Linked DNA regions of Mus musculus: region 2 is linked to region 1. A link is a contact called in public HiChIP or PLAC-seq data. All regions are on one chromosome and are shown on one strand. Each heading gives the region's core, a stretch centred on a gene start, on an enhancer-like site or on the middle of the called end of the contact. The rest is flanking DNA. Distances are from core to core; before and after follow the strand shown.

The links. HiChIP or PLAC-seq counts read pairs in DNA pulled down with a chosen protein or histone mark.
Region 2: an HNF4G HiChIP or PLAC-seq map of pancreatic cancer cells shows a contact between it and region 1. The contact joins two enhancer-like sites. A contact is called at or near these places in 1 of 39 promoter capture datasets (the SN4741 cell line), 5 of 484 Hi-C or Micro-C datasets (the HPC-7 cell line, double positive thymocytes, liver and 2 more), 10 of 115 datasets of contacts at active chromatin or transcription factors (the SCID.adh cell line, bone marrow-derived dendritic cells, bone marrow-derived macrophages and 5 more) and 2 of 9 other capture datasets (adipose tissue and liver).

Annotation. Positions count from the first base shown.
Region 1 is chr13:37,749,522-37,755,630 of GRCm38.p6, reverse strand. No RefSeq gene overlaps it. Among named protein-coding and RNA genes, the nearest start is that of Gm31600, 9.0 kb to the left of the region's middle. Within about 2 kb of position 4,345, at least 92 of the 459 cell types and tissues checked have an H3K27ac peak or open chromatin away from gene starts, as enhancers often do. A contact at or near this core is called in pancreatic cancer cells, where this site is marked.
Region 2 is chr13:37,829,483-37,836,081 of GRCm38.p6, reverse strand. It overlaps a transcript of Rreb1 not described here. Among named protein-coding and RNA genes, the nearest start is that of Gm46411, 33 kb to the right of the region's middle. Within about 2 kb of position 4,866, at least 61 of the 459 cell types and tissues checked have an H3K27ac peak or open chromatin away from gene starts, as enhancers often do. A contact at or near this core is called in pancreatic cancer cells, where this site is marked.

The DNA.
Region 1 (6,109 bases), core at 3,096-5,595:
TGAGGTTTGTGGTACTAGGAATTGAATTTAGAGCTGCATGCAAGCTAGGCAACTACTCTGTTACTGAGTTACATTCCTAGTCTAAACTGCCCTAGTTCTCACTTGAGTAATTATTTTGATTACATTGACAGGAAGGAATTCATTAAAAATGACTAAATATCCCCCCCCCTTTTTTTTTCAAGACAGGGTTTCTCTGTATGGCTCTGGCTGTCCTGGAACTCACTTTGTAGACCAGGCTGGCCTCGAATTCAGAAATCCACCTGCCTCTGCCTCCTGAGTGCTGGGATTAAAGGTGTGCGCCACCACGCCTGGCTACCACTTATTCTTAATGGGAGTTAATGGGAGAAGAATTAGACTCCACCTTTTGAAGAACAAAATATCAAAGAATTTGTACCTATATTTGGAAGTGACTGTAGAACTGGAATAAAATGAGCATAAGTTAAATAAATGGACTGTCCAGTGGGGCATTGCCACACATGCCTTTAAGCCCTAAACTTGGGAGGCAGAAGTAGGCAGATCTCTGAGTTCAAGGCCAGCCTGGTCTACAGTGTGAGTTCCAGGACAGCCAGGGCTATACAGAGAAACCCTGTCTCAGAAAACAAAACAAAACAAAAACAAAAATCAAAAAACAAAAAACAAAAACAAAAACCAAAAACCAAAACAAAACAAAGCTAACCAGATAAACAAACAAACAAACAAACATACTGTAGTCTTTTGGACAAGAATGGCTCCCATAGATTTATGTATTTGAATGCTTGGTTTCCAGCTGATGGAACTGTTTGGGAAGGATTAAGAGGTGTGGCTTTGTTGAAGGAGGTGTGTCACTCAGGGTGGACTTTTAAGTTTCAAAAGACTTGCATTATTCCCAGGTCACACTCTATGTCTAGTGTTGTCACAAGAGGTAAGCTATCTGCTATTGCTCCAGCACTATGTCTGCCTGCCTGCTGCCATACTTCCTGCCACAATGGTCATAGACTCTTCCTTTGGAACTCTAAGCCCCAGTAAACTCTTCTATAAGTTGCCTTGGTCCTGGTGTCTCATCAAAGCAATAGAAAGTAACTAAGATACACACCAATCCAAGATCCTGTCATTCATTCATTCACCCACTGAGTCTTCAACACCCACTGCTGCAGGAGTTTCTTTGAAGGAAGGCTGGAAATTCCCTTGGGGAAGAGAACACATGAAAGTAGAGTTGGCCTTGGTGCTCAAATATGAGTGATTGGTCTAGTGACCTTGTCATTGGTATCCCAGATTATCCCAGGTCCTGATCACCATCAGCCATCTTCACGGTTTGTTTCTGTCATCACTCCTAATAACAGCTCTTTATGTTTTCTGGGCTTATAGGTTGGTTCTGCCATTTTCGTGAATGATTTTCTCATATCTCTTTAAACTATAACTCTTGGGAGACAAAGTTGAGGGCAATTATGTTAAGTTTAGAGCTTTGGACAGATGGGTCACTGTGTAAATGCTGCCTGTCTATGTAGGGCCCATCTTTTCTGCATATGAGATTGTATATTAAACAGTAGCTCTGTGGCCATTTCTGGGGAGCTGGAGACACCCCACCATGATTCGTCTTTCACATCCAGTCCTGTCCCACAGGTGTAGGTAAAAGGTCAGACCTGGCCTTCATTCTTTTGTTAGTTTGATAACTCAGACAGAGACCACTCTCTTTTAAAGCTTGCTTTGCAAATACTGCCCCATTTCCTGCCCAGCAACTCTTTAAGACTCAGGGATGTCCCACGTGTGGTGTGGAATTCCTAGGAAGTTCTGCACAGTGCCTGTAGGTGGGACCATCAAGCTCTTAGAACAAACTAGTGGCAAGTACTGCAAAAAGTTCTAGGCCAAGCTGTAGCCATTCTAGCAAGAATGAAGATGCCGTAGAAGAACCTTTGTTCTTCTCCTTGGACTTTCAGACCTTTGAAACAATGAACCCCAAGGTATTGAACTTTCCCTAGGAACCTAATTCTGGGAAAAGAAAAAAAAACTGGAAGCCTGGTGCCAGCCAGCTGCAGGGTTGGTAGGTAGAGGGTATGGGGAGGGGGTGTCTTGGAGGTTGTTGCAGAGGTTGGACCACACACCATATCTCCTAGAAAGAGATTTTAGGAGATATGGTTCTGGCACAGTTCTGACTACCTGTCAGATCACTTTGTAGGAGGTTGCAGAACAGGAGCCCAGGTTTTATTTTGGCTCACAGTTGAAGAAGGGAAAAGGTCTCTCATGGTGGCTGGTATTTGAGTTAGGTGGTCGCACCGTAGCCTTGCTGTACTGGAGCTCACTCTATAAACCAGACCAACAGTCAGTGTAGAGAGCCACCTTTGTCTGCTTCTTTTTTTTTTTTTTTTTTAATATTTTTTTATTAGGTATTTTCCTCATTTACATTTCCAATGCTATCCCAAAAGTCCCCCCATACCCTCCTGTGTCTGCCTCTTGAATGCTGATTGAAGGGACACATCATCAGACCGGACTCTGGTTGGTTTTGTTTCATTTTGTTTTGAATCAGGATCTTGCTTATAAAGACCAGACTGGCCTTTGAATTCTTGGTCTTCCTGCTTTAAACACCTGAGTGCCTATAGCATGGCTATAACTTTTTTTTAAAGAGTTGCTTTTAGAATTACTCTGTAACAGCTGATGTGGTGGCTTTAATCCCAGCACTTGGGAGGCAGAAGCAGGTGGATCTCTGAATTTGAGGCCAGCCTGGGATAGAGAATTAGTTCTAGGACAGCCAGGGCTTCACAGAGAAATCTTCTTTCAAAAAATCAAAACCAAACCAACCAAACAAACAAACAAAAAAAAACCCCAACTACAATACACACAAACAAACAAACAAACAATCCCTCCCCCCCAAAGTCTATAAGAAGAATTCCTTCATTTTCTGGAAATGAGACCAGCAGTAAGCTCCTTTTGAGATTGTCCTGGTGTGTCTGTTAACGAGTGATACCAGAAGGTATTAGCATTGTTTTCTTTGTTGTTGTTGTTTGTTTGTTTCATTTCTCTCTGTGTAGTTATTGTACCTGGACTACAGGAGGATCCTATTTTAATAATGAAAGATTTGGCAAACTGATTTTTACTTAAGGGCTGTAGAGGAACTTTCTAAGAAACTCCGGGTGAATTGCTTGGCAAGGAGAAAATACATTCACAGATCCACCAGTCTCTGTGGTTTGTATTTCTTTTATCTCCTGCATGGCGTGGCCTTCAAAGAAATGGACAAAGAATGCACAAACTCTGCCTTCGGAACTCTGTTGAAGCATTTTACTGGGCCAGTGAAATGGCCGGGTGTTAAGGACAAACACAATGTCTGTTGGCAGTTTCATATGGCCCAGCTTGGTAGTAAGGGGCAGGAGAATGACACTTAGTGAAGGATCAGGGAAGGCCTGTGGGAGGTACGGATGCTCAGAATGGCAGAAGGCATGTAGTGGCTAGAGCTACCTCTCAGAGTGTAGGTGCCAACTTTTATTTCTTAACTCCAGCATTCTCCAGGACCTCTGAGTAGTCAGCTGACCTCACCTCTTGCTCTGCCCTTTCTCATTGTGAACTTCCAATCTTGCAGCTTAACCCTAGAGAGAGGACACTCAGCCAGGTGGCATTGACCTTGATCTGCACTCCAGCCATTTTGGGCTCCTTCTCCTGCAGTTTATCTTGGGAGCACAAAGGTCCTGATTGGATTTGATGCTCAAACCTCTCCCCCAAGGCTTCCCTTTTAGGGATTTGGGTATTTTAGACAGAGAAATACACAGACAGCTGTGGGTGGGTTGGATTGTGGCCGGTTCCCAGCTGGGCAGAATGCAAGGCTCTCTGCTTTTCAGGATCCTGCTGTTTTCTCAATGTGAACAGGGGCTGCCCTTGGGGCTGCTCTTGCCTGGTTCCTTACTTAGTACTTCTGTGAGACTGATTCTACTTCCTGTTGTTGCTGCCCATTTAGACTTTCTTCCTCCTCCCTCCTGGCAACTGTTGGGGGGGGGGTTGCCTGTAGCAGAGCCCAATCAGACTTCTTCCTGGAACAGCCTTTCAGCCCAGGGATGTGCTAGATCAGGACACACACACACACACACACACACAGACACACACACACCCCAAATCAGAACATGAACAAACACACACAAAACAGATCAGGATAGACTGACAGACCGACAGACAAACAGACAGACACACACACACACACTCCCGAGGGCAGTGGAGGTGTGGCAGAGAGAGAATTTTCATGCACTCGACTTTTGTTTGCTGAGCCCTGCCCTGGGCGTGTGCTGGACCACCTTCCTAAAGGAATCACGCACAGCCTGCAAGCAGCCAGGCTGTTGAGCCCGTGGAGAGGGCCACACGTGATGAAAGGATGTGTGATGGGGGTTGAAAGGCTATGTGTGTTTCCTCAAGAGAGAGAGAGAGGGGAAGATCTGAAAGACTGAGAAGGGAGTCCATTTGTTTTGCATGAAGAAAACAGTGTTATTTGAAGGATGCTCTCCAGATGTGCGAGTACAGTCTGTCAGTCACTTGGAGGGAAGGGCAGGAGAGTAGCAAGTTCAAGGCCAACCAGGGCTACACAGTGAGATCTTGTCTCTAGGTGGGGGGGGGGGGTAGGAAAGAAATGGTAACAAATTATTTAATTTTTCTAATAATGGAAATGGTAGCTACTTACCATGGGTTTTTCAGTATTTTGGGACATGACTTACTAATTTCAAAACCACTTTAGGTCAAAAGATGAAACGGCTTTAATCTTCACTGTAAAATGTATTTTTCTTCTGGGTCTTACCTGGTCCTGGGTTGTTGTAAGCCAGCAGCAGTGACCCAAGCCTCATGCCTTCATGTCTCTTTCTCTCTTTAAAAGAAAAACAAAATTGAGCCAGGTGGTGGTAGTGCACTCAGAAGGCAGGCAGAGCCCTATGAGTTCAAGACTAGCCTGGTCTACAAAGTGAGCGCCAGGATATCCAGGGCTGCAAAGAGAAACCCGGTATCAAAAGTCAAGCAAACATAAGAAAATGTTTTGTTTTGTTTCACTTTAAAATTGATTTGCATGACTGTCACAATGCCACGGTACATCTAGAGGCCATAGGACAACTTTCAGGAGCCAGTTCCTTCCTTTTGTGACGTGATATCCTGGGACTCAAACTCAGGTTGTCCAGCTTGGTGGCAAGTGCCTTTACTTGCTGGGCCATCTCATCAGGCCTCCCTTACTTTGCCAACCTCACATCAGACCTCTAACCTTTGAACTGTATTTTGGGCCAATGAGCCTGTCCTTCCGTTCATTAGACTCCTCACCCAGGACAGCCTTCTGTGACTGTCTCCATCAGGCGAGGTCTCATTGAACAATTATGAGTTAGGTTTCCTGGCACTCTGATGGTTTCTTCTCCGGAGCAACCAGTCATTCATGGATTTAGCATCCTCGAACACCTCTCCCAAGACACTAATTATACTTAATTTAACACTCTTCTCTTTCCTGTTGAGCTTATTTCCCCAGGGTCTAATTTCCTCCCACTGCTGGTTTTCTCAGATGCGTTGTGATCCCTGGGTGTACCTTATGTACCAGATGAGAGTTTGGAGTTTGCCACTGGCAACTAGCACATTCCGGGCCTGGTGGAAATCCCTTCACCTTTGGCATCGACCCCTGATAACGATGAGGGGGAATTGAAACATAGAGGGGAGGGGCGAATGTGGGTGAGAGGAAGATCTGGAGTACAGATAACAGGCAGGAGGAACATGGGGGTCGAAAGAAGGGATTAGGCCTGCCAAAAGGAGAACCAAGGATGCCAGCAGATATGGAAGGATGCTTGGTGGGGTGGCAGATGGAGAGGGTTGAAGCCGAGTGGCTTTTCTCAACTCTGAACAGTGTGAGGTCCATTTACAGTGGTGGGTGGGACTTGAGCAAAGGGAAGTAGAGATAACAGACAAATCCCGGAGGCAAGGAGATCCTTGTGAGGGGGTTGCCATAGCTGCAGTGAGCAGAATAAGATGTGGGCGTGGTAAACAAAGAATAAGAAGCAATTCTTTGAGCTGCTGCTGAGCTTTCAGGCTGGGCTTAACCCATCCCCCAGGGGTAGAGTGCTTGAGAGAGGAGAGTCTTCAGTGTGGGTGGAGAGTGGGAAAGATGCTGTCTGAGCCCCTGTGAAGAAGGAACAGG
Region 2 (6,599 bases), core at 3,617-6,116, 80 kb before region 1:
GCTGGGATCTCAGATATGGAGTACCACACCTGAATTCCAAGTAGGATTTAAAGAAAGGATGCACGATGGGCGTGGTGTCACACGCCTTTAATCCCCCCCGCACTCCGGAGGCAGAGGCAGGCGGATTTCTGAGTTGGAGGCCAGCCTGGTCTACAACGTGAGTTCCAGGACAGCCAGGACTGCACAGAGAAACCCTGTCTCGAAAAACCAAAAAAAAAAAAAAAAAAAGAAAGAAAGAAAAAAAGAAAGGATGCTGAGTTTACAAGTCTCATGTAACCCAGGCTGACCCTGAACGTCCTACAGAGGATAACCTTGAATTCCTGATCCTTCTTCTATCTCCCAAAATCTAGGATGACTGAGATAAGTAAGCTACCATGCCTGAGGCAATCAAGACTTCAGACTTCATCCTCATAAAGGATGCTGTAAATGTTTGGCTTTTTGGTGATGTGTTTTTTCTCTCTCTCTCTCTCTCTCTCTCTCTCTCTCTCTTTCTCTGTGTATTGTGGTTTGGGTTTTGTTTTGTTTTTTTGAAACAGGCTCTCACACTCCAAGCTTGCCACAAACTAGCTATGGAGCTGAGGGTGACCTTGAACTTTTGATCCTCCCGGCTCCAGTTTCTGAGTTCTGAGTATGCCATTCAGGGCTTCTGGATGGAAGCTAAGCAAATGCTCTACAAACTGATCCCTCATGCTGGTTTTGATACCCCCCCCCCTAATTCCAGAACATCCATTGCTAAACAGAGTGCCCCTCTTTCTTTCTTCCTTTCTTTCTTTCTTTCTTTCTTTCTTTCTTTCTTTCTTTCCTTCTCTCTCTCTCTCTCTCTCTCTCTCTCTTTCTTTCTTTCTTTCTTTCTTTCTGTTTTTTTTTCAAGACAGGATTTCTCTGTGTAGCCCTGGCTGTCTTGGAACTCACTCTGTAGACCAGGCTGGACTTGAACTCAGAAATCCACCTGCCTCTGCCTCCCGAGTGCTGGGATTAAAGGCGTGTGCCACCATACCTGGAGAGTACTCATCTTTTTTTTTTTTTAAAGATTTATTATTTATTATATGTAAGTACACTGTAGCTGTCTTCAGACACTCCAGAAGAGGGAGTCAGATCTTGTTGCGGATGGTTGTGAGCCACCATGTGGTTGCTGGGATTTGAACTCCGGACCTTCGGAAGAGCAGTCGGGTGCTCTTACCTGCTGAGCCATCTCACCAGCCCGAGTACTCATCTTTTAAAGACAATTTTGAGATGATTTTCATATTCAAACGCATCTTGTTTCGTAGCAGTTCCCTTCAGCATCAAGGACAGTCCCCTGAAACCATGACGGGTCATTACTATGGCCTAGAACTAATAGCTACGGAGCATGTGTATGCATACACAAGCAAATAAAGAAGGAATGAAGGGCCAGCCATATCCTCTGGGTTTCTGGTTTGGTGTTTTGTTTTAGGTCCAAGAAGTAGTGGGGGGGGGGGTGGGGAGAAGTTGAGTTATACACAGACCAACACTATTAACTCATACCACTAATGAAGCAAAACTCTAACTAAGCAGAGAAAATGGGCCCACTCCTTGGAGCTCTGAAATGATGTGGTCTTTGATCTGCATGCTCATCTCTCCTATTTAATGTAAACTTTAAACCAAGAGCCATGAAAAGTACTATAATTAGTAAAGCCCCTGGTGTGACCGTTTTTTAGAGCAACCAAGCATTCAAAGTCTCTCTCTCTCTCTCTCTACTGAGACAACTTTTATTTTAGGATTTTTGAACATCCAAGTCTTCCCCCCACCAATGTGCACCTAGAACCGAACTGTGGTATGAGGGGCGTGCAGAAAAAGAAACAAAACGCCTGTCTGTTTCCTTCACTGAATCTGCATCTCTGTTTAGGCCTCAGTTCCAAATTACATATGGCTCTTCTCCAAAAACTTGGGGTTTGTATCATAACTCAGCACACGCTAAGGCATGAGCACCAACTAAGCACCAACAATCAGGGTAGGTGCTAGGGACAGGGGTGTGTGTGGGGGGGGGGGGGGGGGGTGATGTTCCTGAGGTGGGAAAACACTAGGGGGAGAGGGGAGGCTGTAAGGAGGACCTAACAGTCCCCAAAAGACAAGGTTTTGAGAAAAAAAAAATTAAGAAAGGATTTTAGCTGGAGACACAGCAGGAAGAACAACCCAGGTGAAAGAGAGACATTACTCAGAAGGGCAGTGGTTTAAAGCGGGGAGAGGCTACAGAACATACGTAGACGTAGAAGCAGCTGATGGAGGAAGGCCCTTGTGGGCCATGTGGAGACACTTGGATCTCTTCCTGTAGACACAAGGAGCCAAGGACTGTTTTGAGGCACGCAAGACAATGCACGCCACTCTGTGGACAACAGGGCAGGGCGAACAGCAGAAAGGAGGAACTGGGCACAGGAAATTAACTAAAGAGGCATTTGCAACACCCTTAAGGGGTTCTGCCCAATGTGGGGCCAGCCACGGAAGACAGTGGGGTGCCTGGCCTGGCTGCCTGAGGACACCAGATCTTTCTGGCCCCTTTCTAGATTGGCTTTCATTTTTTACAAGTACCTGCAGGGCGAGGTGCCTGAAGGGCCCAGCACTGGCAAAAGTTGTAAAAGTAGAAAGCTGGGAGTTGCCAGTTCATAGGATGAGGGCAGGAAAACACCCAAGTGCTGGATGCAACAGGACCCATCCCCGAGCAAGGTGTCTGCTCGGCCGTGGCACTGAGTCCCCTTAGCACAGCTGGTCCACTGGTGTGAGAGATAAAAGGTCCAGAGGCACACAACACAACAACTGGAAGCTCAGAGCATCACAGTCCTCCCTGTTCTGGAACACTGGCTCCCTTACTCTCCCCCCAGGACTCGGGGCCTTGTCTCCGGTCTGAGCGAGACACACTGAGCAGTGGAAGAGAAAAACCAGGGTAAGGCTGGAAGCAAGTGGTACTTGTGTCCCCCGACACTTCTAGACATTTCCAGCTGGGGTCCCATACAAACAAGCACTTCCTCTCTCCCCTCCATCCCTGGGCCCCCTCCTCGTTCCCTCCCCATCCTGTCTTGCCATGGGATAACCCACCTTTCTCTCTAGAGGCATCTGAGCCAAAGGCTCAGGAAAGCTGCCCTTGAATAAAAGATAGATGATTATGTAAGAATTGTACAAAAATCTGAGAAACAAAACGGAGAAAGACTGTGAGTGCCCAAAAGCATCAAGCAAGTAGGGGCTAGTTCAAACACTTAAAAAAAAAAGTTATGTACTCCACATAACTTACAAAATGAGGGAACCTGACAGAAGGGTGGCTGAAAACATGATGGCAGAGTTGAGCCATCTACAGGGGCAGCTTCCTGTCAGTGAACCAAGGTTGTTTTAGAAGCAGACGACTCCTGGGACTGTCTTAGTAACAGGGTTTTTCAAATCTACTTAACAGTCCGGCAGGCAACCATTGCTCCACCCTCAAACTGTCTGTGATACTTTGAACCTGCCAACAGAGCTCCCTTACGGGCATGTAATAAAGAGCTTACCTGCTGCTGTATGGAATTTCTCCACACAGAATACATGCGATATGGAGTGTAACCCCCTACCCCATCCCCTCTTGGTGGTACTCGTGATCTGTTTGAGGGCTCTGGACATACTCAGGGCAGAGCTGGGTCCTAAATCCTACTATTGAAAAGTAGATTTTTTTTTCTACCTTGGCTCCTGGATTTCTGAGACTGAATGGATAATCAAGTCTCCATTGCATGGGGGTGGAGGAGGCTGCCCTGACCACTATAGGAAGTGTAATGGCATCTCTTGTCCCTCTTGCTTAAAGGCTATAACGACCATCCCTTTGAAAAGTAAACCCTGAGCTTGGCTCCTGTCTTCCTCCTCAAGCCCATCCCCAAGTGAACCCCATTAAGAGGGATCTGCTTGTCCTGCCTGTCTGCTCCCCACACTGGAAGCAAAAGGTGCAGTCCCCACCCCACCCCCACTGAGAGAGAAACTTGTAGGTAAATTCAGCTAAAGGTAAAGGAACCAAGTTCTGGAAAGGAAATCTGGAGTGGATACCCGCAAGGCTTCCTGAACTCAAAATATACCACTCTCTTCCATTTATAGGTTTTTGACTTTCTGGAACATTCATTTTATCCTTCCCTACAATGCTTCCCTACAATGGGAGGTAGGAGAGGCGTGCGTGGATAACCGAATCCCCATCGGTAGCAGCAGCGGCAGCAGCGCAGCCAATGGGCTTTGTGCTTGTTTACTTCCCTCCTGCCTCCAAATTCAAGCGGAGAATTACTTCCAAAAGGGCCTGACCTTATTTTAAAGCACCACCACAGAAAGAGACACCCACGGTAAATATTAAATGCTAAGTCCTCAAAGCCAAACTTCCTCCAACCAGCATCAGCTTTCAGTGCTGGCCTGAAGTTAGGAATCAGGGGTCAGGATGGACCTCGCTGTAAATCCCTGTTGTTCTGAATGTAAACTTTAGAAGTTTTGCTAACAGTCTTCACAATCAGAGGCTGACACTTAGCCTAAAAAGCTAAGGGGGTGGGGGGGGGGAGAGGGTGTAAAAGCAACTCAACTACCTATCAACTGCTTTTGTAACAATCCTTCCCCAGTCTTGAAAAAGGGGGCGGGGGGTAAAAGGATGAAATACCAAGCAAGCTCAGGGGAAAAACAAATAGAGCATTTAAAAGCTTTATCTAATTACCCCCACGGAGACTTTTTCTCTTTCAGTCTGGCTGTCTGACAAAACCAGTGGGGGATTTCATTCTCCCTCTCCAGGTGAGCTGGTGAGTCCCTCTCCTCAAGGAGCCTGCAGGTGACTCGCCACAGAAGCAGCCAGTCCCTAGGCCCTGGCCTTCACAGAGGTTTTCAAATGCTCTCAGCACTAGTGGCCTGATTCACACAGAACAAACAGTCTCCGCCCTCCCACTGCTTTGTCTGAGGCACCTATTCACAAGCAGTCACCTTTACTGATGGGCAGACAGACTGGGTAGCCTGCAGCCTGCAGGCTCCTCGAACCAGGGATGCTAGCTCACAGCTCCCTGGACCCTCCTCCCTCCCCTCCTCCCTCCCCCTCTTCTTCAGCTGCCAACAAGCAGGGTGAAATCTCCAGGCATGCTCAGCTGCCCTTCAGACCTTGTTGGGCACCCAAGGGACGTGACAAGAGAGACCTTGAGAAAAGCTGGGCTGATGACACAGCCCAAGGAGACTAACTGCTAACTAGGGAAGGCTCCTCCCCATCTTCCTCATTCTTCTACCTCTGCAGTAAAGAAAACACCAGCAGCCAGGTTTCCCTTCCTTGGTCCGCTTGCCATGTGGGAGTGGGGGAAGTTAAAAGTAAATGATGCATTTCAGAAAGCACATCTTATACTTCCCTCCGGGTTCAGACGGTACACCTTTTACCTCGGATCTACCCCCACCCCCTACCCCTCACCCCTGGGCATGGAAACCACTCTCTGACCCCTGCATGCATTTCAAAGAGGTACTTGATTGCTCCCACCCTAGAAGCACAATCTAAATCTAAAAAAATTGAGGGGGTGGGGGGAAGAGAGAGAAAACCTATCAATCTTTTAATTACACTTGAATATAAAAATATGACTCAAGGAGGCCTGCTTGATAGGTCAGGAAAACACGCATAACCTTGAGGCAGGGAAGCTGCTGGCTTTGCAGCGGGCCTGCCACCCAACAGAAGGGAGGGTTTCCAGCCACCAGCTTGCATCTTTCATCATGAAAAACTTCAAAAACCTTGAAACACTAAGACAATACACAAGTCATAATACTTTTGCCTTCTAACATCTGTTCAGTCCTTCCAAATATATTCTAAACCTAGAGTACTTAAAAAAAAGATTATCTATGAGCTGGGTTGAACAGACAGAGCCAGGGAAGTAGGGTAACATGGACCAGGAACAGCCACATCCACAATCTAATCTAGGAGGAAAGAAAGCCATTGTCCTCTCATCAGGAGGGACTATATTGTAGTTACTATTGATACTATATTGCACTTCTATCTTTTGAATGCAAACGTTTAATAAAAATACAATGGCAAAACATCACTTTGTGGATTATGTAGAATTTCCAAAATAAACATAAAAATCCTTTATTAATGCAAAAGCAGGTGAAGTTATACGTGAATAACAAAAGGGAAGTTCTACCTCTTCACAGACAAGAAAGTCACCCCAGACAAGCTGCCATTTGACACCACAGCAAGGAGTCAAGAGAATACTGAGAGAATACTGAACTTCAATTAAAGACACTTACAAAAGGAAGATTATTTGAATATAATAACAAAAACAAAGACCAACTTTAACATACTACCTTCCTAGATCAAAGAACATGGAAGATTCAGAAATTAATTAAACCTAGTAGGTAATGTAAAACAGGGAAGGACTCCCTTTCAAAAAAGCTTCAGTTAATTTTAGCATCCTTCTGTTTAGCTGCTTAGCAACCCTTATCCTATGACCTTCTAAGCACCACCTACTTTTCAGAAGGATAATGAATAAAAACATCAAAAGAACCCACTTCTAGCTGCTTCTAGAGAGCCTGTTTAACCAATTTCTGTAAAAGTTTATATTAACTATGTCACGCAAAACCCTAAGAGGATAGAATTTTTTTTTCAACTTCATTAACCAGGAAATTTACTTAGCTGA